Linked DNA regions of Gasterosteus aculeatus: region 2 is linked to region 1. The links are chromatin contacts, called in public Hi-C maps. All regions are on one chromosome and are shown on one strand. The core of a region is the stretch at or near the end of the contact, and the rest is flanking DNA. Distances in the headings are between cores, read along the strand shown. Region 1 holds the start of aqp9b (aquaporin 9b). Region 2 overlaps polr2m (RNA polymerase II subunit M).

Region 1 (5,364 bases), core at 1,582-4,081:
TAAGGCGCACGTAGACCGCGGGTCACTAGAGTGACCATGACGTGTCACACTTTCGGTACACTGTCGTCTAAAATCTCAGACTACAAAGTGAAAACGATTGTGTTTTCATCTCGCATTGGGCCGTCCTGCCGGGGAAGCCTGGTGAGCCGGGCTTGTCACACCTGACCCCCCTCTCTCCGGAGACCCATGGCCCAGTAAAGCTCATTAGTCCAATACCTATGATCATCTTCAGAGATGTCGTTGGACAGAAGCTTCCCACTGCGCTGTGAACCCCGGGGCTGAATGGCCCAGTCATGCAGCAAAAGCTCTCCATATATTAACCTCCGTGTCCCCAGGCTTTTCTGCTTCTCCTCTGAAGCTGTGCAACTCTTCTCATTAAACACGTAGCATGAGTGCAGTCAGGACGACCAACAACAACAGCCATCATTAATTATATGGAGATGAAAATATAGTCTCACTCCGATTTTTTCCATTCTCAATTTTTTTTTCTCCAATTTCTCGATCAATAATATTACATTTCTATAGATGTACAATAAAAAATGGAATAGAACTAAAACATATGACACTGATACAAGAATACAACGCATTTTTAAAATTTTAGAGTAAAAGTTGAATACATTTTTAATAAGTTTGAATGTAGATATTGTTATATATTGTGTGTTACTGATCAGTGTTATAATGCTGGTATTAGCATCTTAGGGGTTCACTTAGTGGTTCAGTATTCATGCTAACTAACTGTCTGCTTATTGTCTGCTGTTTACGTCATATTTAATTGACAGATTTGACACATTGCATGTATTTCACACTTTCTCTTACCAACAGTATATAAAAAAAGACCACACAGACTATAAGACCTTGATTGTTGATGAATTGACACACCAGCCAAAGAGAAGCACTGTGACATTTCACAACTATCAGTCCCTCTCCTTGTTGGCAACACACACAGGGCTCTTCTTGCTGTAATCCTGGAGGAATGTACCTGAAAAAGTCAAATTCGGACCCCAGGACACAATATCTCCAGAGCTTAAGCCCACTGACTCTGCTCTTACACTGAAAATCCTCCCATTAGAGATGGTGGAAAAGTTTACTCAACAGAAAAAAAATCACTCAATGTGTATCAGTAAGTATTGACTTCCAGACCAGAGAAGAAAAGAGTGTGTGTTAAATTTGCTCCATTATATAACACTGTGAGTTCATAACAAAGGTCCATTGTCTGCATAAACCATTACTTTATCTGGATCAGTGGGCAGTTATATAAATTATAATGGTGCTGCGTGAGCAAAGAGACCGTCAGACGTCCATGGACAAAGATCACATCTCCACCACATGAAAACACCTGCTGATGCCTTTTGTAACCAGCCTGTTTGTTTCCTTCTGCAGGCCAAACCTCCAATACCTGAATTGATCTGACGCAATAAGTCACTCAATTATCTTAATTATTTTTTAATTTTTATAAAGAAATGTAGCTTCTTAACTATAAAAATGTTTCCCCCTCTGCAACTTTAAGCGGTGGAACGTGCCGCCACTTGCTTTTGGAAACTTGCATTTTTGTACTATTTTCTGGAAATTATTGATAGATAAATCAATGAATCCTCAGACAAATGTATAAGGGAACTGATTAGCTACCAGGGTTGAGGATTATTTCGAGTTGTTGTGAATGTGAAACGTGCTTGTGTCCATGTGGGTCCTTTTACCTGACACTCCCCCTGCCACGTAGACGGCCATCATGACTCCCAGAGTAAAACCAATGTGGATGGTCAAGGGCTCCCCGAGAGCCCCTTTACTCAGCACCGTCTGGGCCACTGAACCACATCCAAAGAGCTGGGACACAGACAAGAACAAAAACACAAAAGGGTGGAGGTAGGAAGGCTCCCTGTTTTTAATTATTCCAATTATAACCGTCGGTAACACTGGCACTCTTGTCCACCAACAGCCTCAGACTGCCACAAACAATTTGCCTTTTCTTGGAGCCTCGAAAAAAAATGAATGAATCCCCCCCATGTATTAGGTCAAAGGCAGAAGTAATTCAGACAAAGAGAAAGTGTTGGGAGGAGAACAGTTGTCCTTTAATTAAAAGGGCTGTTGAGGAAGCTACATCACTTGGGGACAACGTGGAATCAGAGAGGAGACGGGTTGAGTCAGTGGTGGAGGCGAGGACAGTCCAGACTTTACCATAAACACTGAGGAATAATCAGGAAACAAACGTTTTACCTTTTGCTCATTTAATCATGTAGTATAATTTAATCATCGCAAAGTTTTTTGCATATCCTCATAACTAAGACACAATGACGTATTACGGGGATAATGACTCATATTTTAGATAGATGGTAGATAATTGTACTTTTGGAGGAGATGTGGGGAAGAAAAACAGTCCCACATCAGTCACATCTTGTTATGATTGCCAGGAGCAAATTACAGCTGCAGCACATCAAAGAGAAAGTCTGTTATTCCCATAATATACTATGTGTTAATAGAGACATACAAGAGACAGCAGTCCCCGGGGACACAGTTTGACACCTTATTAGCATGCTGGTTCAAAGCTTTAAAGCGTCTGTTTAAGCTGGATGACAGGTGCAGAGGGAGGTACTCACTATCAGGACAAATATCCCCAGAAATTCTGCCAGGAACTCCTTAAAGATGTCCTGCCTCAGGCCAAATCTCTCCTTCATCTTCCTCTTGCTCTCATCTTCCATTTTTTCCCCCCACTGCCGCTGCTTGAAGTCCTCCCCCGATCAGGACAAACAGATAAACACTGTGAGGGAGTCAGTGCGCGGTGGTCGGTGCCGCCTCCTCCTCGGGCCGTGCAGGTTGACAGGCGCGCTAAGCTTTTTACATCTAGTTCCCTTTCCAACCACAAGGGGTCTACTTTGGATTAGAGAAACAAAGAGCCCAGATTGTTTACCTGGCATCCACAGCAATTACGGAGAGTATTAAGCCTGTGTTTTAACTGACATTACTATACATTGGAAAGTCCTTGGCAATGAAACTACATCGGAGACAGTGCAAAGTATATTTATGTAGATCACTAAGCTGATATCCGATATGAAATGTATAAGTACATTAAAATATAGGAAAACAACTCTCACGTCAGCTTGATGACTTAAAAGTCACCACAAGCTTTTAGCGGTGAGATCCTTCTTTTATTATTACACGTTGGCTGTTGAATGTGTACTCAAAATTATTTAGGTATGAAAAATATGAACTTGGCTGGGAACAAAAAAAACTTTCAATTTATATTTCAAAAAGATTTCCCTCAAATCACTTTAGAAATGTACGTGTTAGTTGTAGCTGCTATTACATCAATTGTGTTCTTTGGCTCACTCAGGTATTTAAAATCAAAAATCAAAATTAAAAAGAAATAAAATCCCAGCGTCTGTATAAATTGGCCGTCATGTGTTTTGCCTCTCGGCAATGTTTAGATTATGATGCTAAAATGTATTGCCGAATGCAAAAAGAAAAACTATACATTTCAAATTTTAAGTTTTGTCTGCCTGCTGTTGTTGTATGTATGTGGATATTTATAGTATGTGTGAGTATTTATAGAATGGCCTCCCGTATGTAGAAGTTACTGCACCAAGTGTCGTAGATGCGATACAAACCGACTGTAAAACGTGTAATAATACATCGTTTATGTGCGTATATCGACTCCGGTGTTTATTCGACCTCTTTAAAGATTTTTTACTGATCTCAAACTTACAATTCTTAAAAAACACACACACACATATTCACATATCACAATGGTGTCATATGTGACGCGCCAACAGAGGGCGCTCCACGAACACGTTTCACCCGCCGCCTCCCGGAGTTTGTCCCACGGGTGGATGCGTCTTATCTCCACTCCGCTGCGCTTTGTGAGGAGGTGAGGCGACAGGCCGCGGATGGGATGTTTTTCAATGCATTAATCAATGTCACGCTTTCAGACGCGTCCTCTTTGATGTGAAACAGACACGTTGAGAGTGTCGCCCATGCTGTGAAAAAAGGGCTGATGTGCTGATGGAGAAACAGCATCCTCCGGGAATTTGCAAATGACGGGCCTGCATCTGTCTCCGCACTCCTTTGTCCTGTCAGGGGGGCGTCCGATTATGAAATGTAGAACGTAAAGACCTTGCCGCTGATTGAGTATATATCAACAAACCCCAGCTTGTTTAAAAACGACATTGTTATTCCACTGACCACAGGTATTTTCCCCAAACTGCTGATTTGCCCTCGAACTGTTGCATTCGTGTGGGGGGGGTGGGGGGGGGGGGGGGGGGGGGGGGGACCCAGCTTTGCTTCAATTCCTTTAGTTTCCTGAGACAAGATCGATAATTGGTGGATGTTTATTGGGAAGTTTAAAGGAGGTGCCGTAAGGAATTATCACCTGCAGGACAAATCTCTGGCAACAACACCCCAGCAAGTAGCAGCAGTCCCTCTGGTCCTCATTTACATAACATCTTAGACCGCGGGGAGGTTGTGTAAGGCAAATAAAGACCGCAGGGTGATAGCAAGTAACTTGACACCTCTGTGTCACTTAGGAAAGGAATGATGCTGATGTAAGAATGTTGCCAAACACTTTTTTAGTACAAATAGTGATTTAGGTTTATATTGGGATAACGTCTTTGTTTACTCCATTCAAGGAATCACTTTCATCCTCGACTCTCTCACACTCTGGACATTTCAACATCTGCAGCTTCATGAGAGCAGATGCAGATCGTGTGACACCACATGCACGCTGGGACATTGTTTTACCAGAAAAACAGGCGTCATTAAAGCATCATGCTGCTGTGAGTTTGTGCAACTGTAATGCGTATTAAGAAGGGATCCAAATGTAAACCCATAACATGTCATTTGCACCCTCATTATCCAGTTCAGGCTGCACACAACTTGCAAACACAAACTATTTACCAGTTTATGGCGCAGCGCTTTTTGGTCTGTTGTTAAACTATGGCTTGCTTGAGAAAGCCGTCGTCTCATGGCTGGTAAAAGTGGTGCAAACAGATCAAGCCGGGCGTGCCGGGTGGGTGGGTGGAAGTGTTTCTCCTCCTCACGCACGCATGGCTGAGGTCCTTTATGTAAATGCGTGGCTTTAATTTCCAAAGGGAGGGCCCTTTTCTTTGCCCAATGAAAACGGACTGCGGCGGACACCTGGCTATAAACCCAGGAAGAAACCCAAAGTCCCGATCAGAACTCTGTTGAGAACACACACACACCCCCCCCCTACAGACACACGCACACACACACGCACACACAGACACACGCACACCCCCCACCGAGAGGCGCAGCAGGCAGACGAGTGGAGAGACGAGCCGCGATGACTTCCAGTAAGATCGAGATCCCCGGAGAGATGAAGAGCGACCCCGCTGCTCTCATGGCATCCCTCCAGCT
Region 2 (5,364 bases), core at 1,722-4,221, 50 kb after region 1:
TACAACCATGTGCCAAAACAGTCTGCTCAACCTGCTGATGTATAAGGCCAATATTTATATTGACATATTATAATAGTCACCCCTCTCAGGCTGAAAATGAGTGGTTTCAGGACAGTGGTAAGAAACATTTCCCTGATGATTCATGCTTTAAATGTAAATTCAAGACTCCTAGTCAACTGCAGGTGATCATTCCAGCAGCGATACCGAACCTGATATCATCTGAATGACAATTGAGCAAGCTAGTTTCTCCAACCGCCATTCGATTTCCTGAGTCTGGGATACAAACTATGTCTTTACACGGTGCAAAGACTCTTTTTCCTCTCTCAAGAGTTCTTGTCCTTGGAGGGAAAATCCTGGATTGCAAGGCCCAAAGCCTGTTTCTCTCGGGGCCAAACTGGTTTCCTCAGCTCCGGCCTTCCAGGATCAGTCCTCCTCTGAGGAGAGCTGGGCTCCTTCATCCTGAACCTCTCTGTAGGCAGCCATCGGGCCACTGTAAGGAGTGTAGCTCCCCATAGAGATCTTCAATCCCTCAGACAGTTTCTGGGCTGCCAGCTTGGCCTGCAACTCCTGAAATTAAACACAGGGGGAAAACATTCACATGAATAGGCTGGTGAAGGCAAAACAAGCCTATTATTATAAAGCAGCACGGCTATAGCTGTTAAACCCTCAACAAAAGTGGGGACTGATAATGAGCTTAACAGGCCTCTGTGAGTTGAGAGCAGCACACTGCTTGACGTTTGGCTCTGAAGTCATTTCTTTGGATGTGAAGGAATAAACAGCTCCTACACTGCCGGAACACTGCCCTCTAGAGATGATGGAGGGGTCTGATCGGGGACTTTCACGCAGTTCATTCTGGAAATAAATTAATTCTCCATCTGATTAGATGACAAAAATGCCAAAAGGCACCATTGAGTAAGCTCCATTTGTTTTAGCTCATATGTATACATTCCTACAGTAGATAAAATGTGTCAGACAAGACCAGAGTCACAGAGTAACATCCTGAATAAAATAAACAGTGAAATTATTTGTATGCCCACTCATATTTGACCAAGATAGATGATTCGGATTTATTTATTGTTTAGCGTTTATTCTTTTTTCCTCGGTTACTCAATCTAAATGTCTTGGATCACAATGCCATGTATATTTTTCGTAACACAGAGCTGTGTTCAGAAGGCATTTAAATACTCTTCCCTCAACATTATACCACACAGCATAGTGAGAAACTTCGTTTAAAGGAGAGTTGGGTGATATGGAGTGAATCATATCACAATATTGTGGACCAAACATTTCAATATTGATATTGGGGCGGTCATGTAAGGTTTACTACTGGTAATTTTATTAAATATTAATATAATGATTTTTAATAACAATGAATCATCTGGATTCAATGACCATGTGGGTAAAGGCAACTAATAGCACAGCTAGTCTAAAGATTTATACATCACCTGCAGCCTTTAGAATCAAGGAAAAGACAACACCGTATTACATTTATAATATATATTCTCATATTAAAAAAATAGTATAATTACATTGATATATTTAAATGTCTGACCCTGATCTGATCTCTGCCTGTAGTTTAATGTTTACACTGGATGAGACATAAGACAAGTGTGTTGTGTGTGTGTGGACTCGACTGCACTAACATGTTCCTTTTTGAATTGTTCCATCAGGAGGTCGGCCGACTCTTCCAGAGACAGAAGCTGGGCCGGACTGTGGTGGAGAGGAGGGGGATTGGCTGCAGTGATGTCATCCAGGTGTTTTCTGTCCCGCTCCTTCCTGGCCTGTGCAGACAGAGGCGATGAACCTTCAGAAGACCGGCTGGGTGACGAGGATCCTGAGGGAGAGACGTCACTTCTGTGAGGCAGCCTGGAAACACGGGTGACAAAATGTTAGTCACAATAGCAACTGTGATAAAGCTAAATTGAATCTACATTGTAGTGTAGTACAAGTCCACTTACTGATTTGGTTTGAATTTTAGCTTCCCGCGTGCTGAAGTCTTCTCCGTTCTTTCCAGGACTGTTACATAGTTGGGCGTTTTGGGTCCTTCCTTTACGAGAAAGTAATTGTCTCTTGCTGTGCTGTTCAACGGGTCTTTGGACTCGGTAATGAAACCAGAACTAGTTTCAGACAGTTTCACCCTGCCCAAGGCCTCCACAAGGTCATCCTCTTTTGTCTCATCAGAGTTCAAAGAGGCCCCAGCAGCGGCCATCTCTATGGTTTCACCAGCAGCTGCGCGGGAGACGGACTGGTCCTGTTGCTCATCCGAAGTATTCTCCAGCCTATGAGCGGAGACAGGTACCGCATCCCCTGCAGCAGCCTCACTTTGCCTGTTTGGCTGCGAGGCTGTTGGTGAGTTGGGGATGGCCCGTTGTTGCAAAAGGAAAGCCTGCTGATACTTAGTCTGTAACTGCGTCCTGGCAACAGAGTCAAAACTCTGTCTCCTCTCCTCTTCGTTGTGGTCATAAATGGCCTGGCGCAATTTCTCTGCAAATTCTTTTATCTTTTTGCCTTTGTCTGGAAGGCTCTGTAAAAACCTCCTGCAAACAACACAAATGCATCATTGGATGATAATATCAAAATAATCATTCAAGATACAGATGTGAGACAAACAGACCAGCACTCATGTTTTAGTCTTATTTGTAACGCGCCCACTTCTAACCACCAACCCATAATTAAGATATAGTTATGCCAAAACCATGAGACCAACAGTTTTCATTACAACTAGTCAAACTCGTTTCGTCTCCTTAGGTCGCCACCTCTCTGCTGCCACTGAAAGTAGATGAAACTTAATTTACTGAGGTCACGCGGTTACTGATCTTAAGCACCATACAGCATAAACACCGGGGGGCTAGAAGTGTAAACTCACTTGTTAGAGAGCATCTTCTCCTGTCGCAGGATAAGTTCTTGGAGCTCATCTTTGCTCTGGGTCCTCAGGTGTCCCACCTGTCCCTGGCGCCCTGTCCACGATGAGGACATCACTATTAGCGGGTGACAGCTAGCTGCTAGCTACAGCCATTCACACACCGCGTGCGCTGACGTCGCAGTTTTAAAAAGTTCATACGAACTGCAATTAATCTTTGACCACTTTAAAAGTCCACCCATTAAGTGGACTCTGGGACAAAGTGGAGAGATTTAACGTCAGAGAACTCAGAAGACGGCGGGTTCACTTCTTCCATACAAGAGACAACAACACTGCGAAGTGGGATTCTTCTTCTTCGTGTGTGGAAATCCAGCAGGTGGAGATCTAGCGCCTCTCCTGTGGGGAGAGTGGGGCTGCACCTCTTCTTCGTGTCACTGACAGTCAAGGTGATTTGCTGCCCTCTACAGGCCAAACACAGTCAGTAGCAGCCAGTAAGTGCAGTCAGTCTGAGCAGACCTTAGGCTCTCAGATTTTCCACGCCTGCTTTTCCTATTTCCCGGAAATTTTCCGACCGCTGTGACAACCAATCTCTCATTGATTGCAACAAACAATGACCCAACAACCAGAATGTCCCATCGGAGTCCACATAATACCCTCTCACAGTTCAAGGTGAGTTCAGCATTTGGCTACAGCCGCACAGTTTGGGGAAGTAACTATATATATATTTATAAAAAGCTATATTATACCAATGTTTGTGTTTGCACCAAGTCAGATCACAACCATACAGTGCACTGTAAAACATTGACGCCTTTCTTATATTTTTTTGTTTTTTCTAAGTTAACCTATAATCTTCTTTTCATATCAGAGTCCCACAAACTAATCAAAACAGGTGTATCACGTGCTGTGATTTTTCGTGTACTTTACTGGTATATCACCTAATGCACACTTCACTTTAGATTTAGAAGTCTTTTAAATGATATCTTACCCAGTTGTTTTAATTCACTACTTACGGCTTTGGAGACTTTTTCAGAATTTACAATAAAGTATCTTGAATCTGTCCACTATGCAGAACAGACCGTTCACAAAATGTTGTCATTATGGTTTTGCATATTTACATAACATTTATCTGGAGTTCACAATTCATATGGAATTAGGTGTGAAATTATATATATATATATATATATATATATATATATATATATATATATATATATATATATATATATATATATATTTTAAAGCCTCTTTTGTGTCTCTACCAAGCTATGACGGAGTTATCAGCTTCAAAGAACAATTAGGTAGTCAAACCTTTCAGCTTTAAAAAGAAAATACGAGGTTGTACAGTGTGAAAGTGCTGGCACAATCAGGATGCCTGATTTTATTATACAATAAAATCTAAATTATCCAAACATACGATGGCCTCTCATCATTAGTTTCAGTATGATGTGTATCGTTGAGAAAAAAGCACATCATAATGCTTTTTTAAACACAGTTCTGGCAGTGCGGATAACAGCTGGATAATACTTTTTCCTGTGGCTCAGGAATAGCAGTCACCCAAATAAGGTAAATGTCTTTAAAGTGACTTAAAATCTTAACTTCAGCACAGCCATTGAATTAACATCATATTACTATATTACCCTCTTGCTAATTCAAAGTGATGCATCCCACCCCCAGTATTAGATAGTAGGCCGTTCACAAAGGCACAAAGCATGTTAATAAATATCTTGTACATAACGAAAAACAAAGACTAAATGATATTAATTTAATTTGTGCATTGCTATTCTATAATTGTATGAACAAGAAGATAATAACTGCATCAACCTTCATGTAGGACTGAATGCTCAGAGCTCTTTGAGGAACATAGTTAGGCTACATACAGTGTGAAAGAAACAATCTTGCAGTACAGTACTTACAAAATATTTTTACAGAGCAAGAGATCAGATTATTTACATCCTACAACAAGCACCATTTTATGTGCTACACCCAAATATGGGCTGAAAATCCTTTGATGAAAAGACTTTTTACATCATTGAGTCAAACGTGATAGTGAAATAACTAAGTATGTCATGAATGGCGAGTTTTGAAAACAGAACTCAGAGGGGAAATTATAATAGACAAGTGAGTTTAAACAACTTGTTCAACATTTTAGGAATCACGCTTCTTTGTTTTCTTAAGAGGAAAGCATGAATTCCACTAAATATAGCAAATATGTAGCTGCACTTAACTACAGAAACAGAACTGTGCAGTCATGACGTACATATTAACTCCATGCTAAGTTAAGCGCAATGACTGTAAATATGTATTAAAATTCATCTACCAGCATGTATAATAGAGCAAAAACGTCAATTTGCCATTTGATGGGGTTTTTCTCGAACAGACTTGGTCTTGAACGGCATACCACTATTCACAGTCGCTCCCATGACCCCTGTACGATAGAGAGGCGATGCATTGCTTCTGGCGACGGTTCACAGGGAAGTGAAAAGTAGTGAAAAGGGCACCGTAGA

The links. Hi-C and Micro-C count contacts between places; a contact is called where the count stands out from the background.
Region 2: a Hi-C map of tail fin shows a contact between it and region 1, with 4 times the contacts expected there. The contact joins the enhancer-like site here to the promoter of aqp9b in region 1. A contact is called at or near these places in 5 of 6 Hi-C or Micro-C datasets (liver, skeletal muscle, tail fin and 1 more).

The regions. Positions count from the first base shown.
Region 1 is chr12:12,824,286-12,829,649 of fGasAcu3.hap1.1, forward strand. aqp9b (aquaporin 9b) reads right to left here and starts at 2,832. Exons shown (of 6, transcript XM_040169019.2): 1 at 2,592-2,832; 2 at 1,695-1,821. The coding sequence starts at 2,693. aldh1a2 (aldehyde dehydrogenase 1 family, member A2) reads left to right here and starts at 4,995. Exons shown (of 13, transcript XM_040165098.2): 1 at 4,995-5,364. The coding sequence starts at 5,291.
Region 2 is chr12:12,873,885-12,879,248 of fGasAcu3.hap1.1, forward strand. polr2m (RNA polymerase II subunit M) reads right to left here. Exons shown (of 16, transcript XM_040163399.2): 14 at 1,959-2,537; 15 at 1,644-1,866; 16 at 1-567. The coding sequence ends at 424. Among protein-coding and RNA genes, the nearest start is that of polr2m, 12 kb to the right of the region's middle. Within about 2 kb of position 2,972, at least 4 of the 9 cell types and tissues checked have open chromatin away from gene starts, as enhancers often do.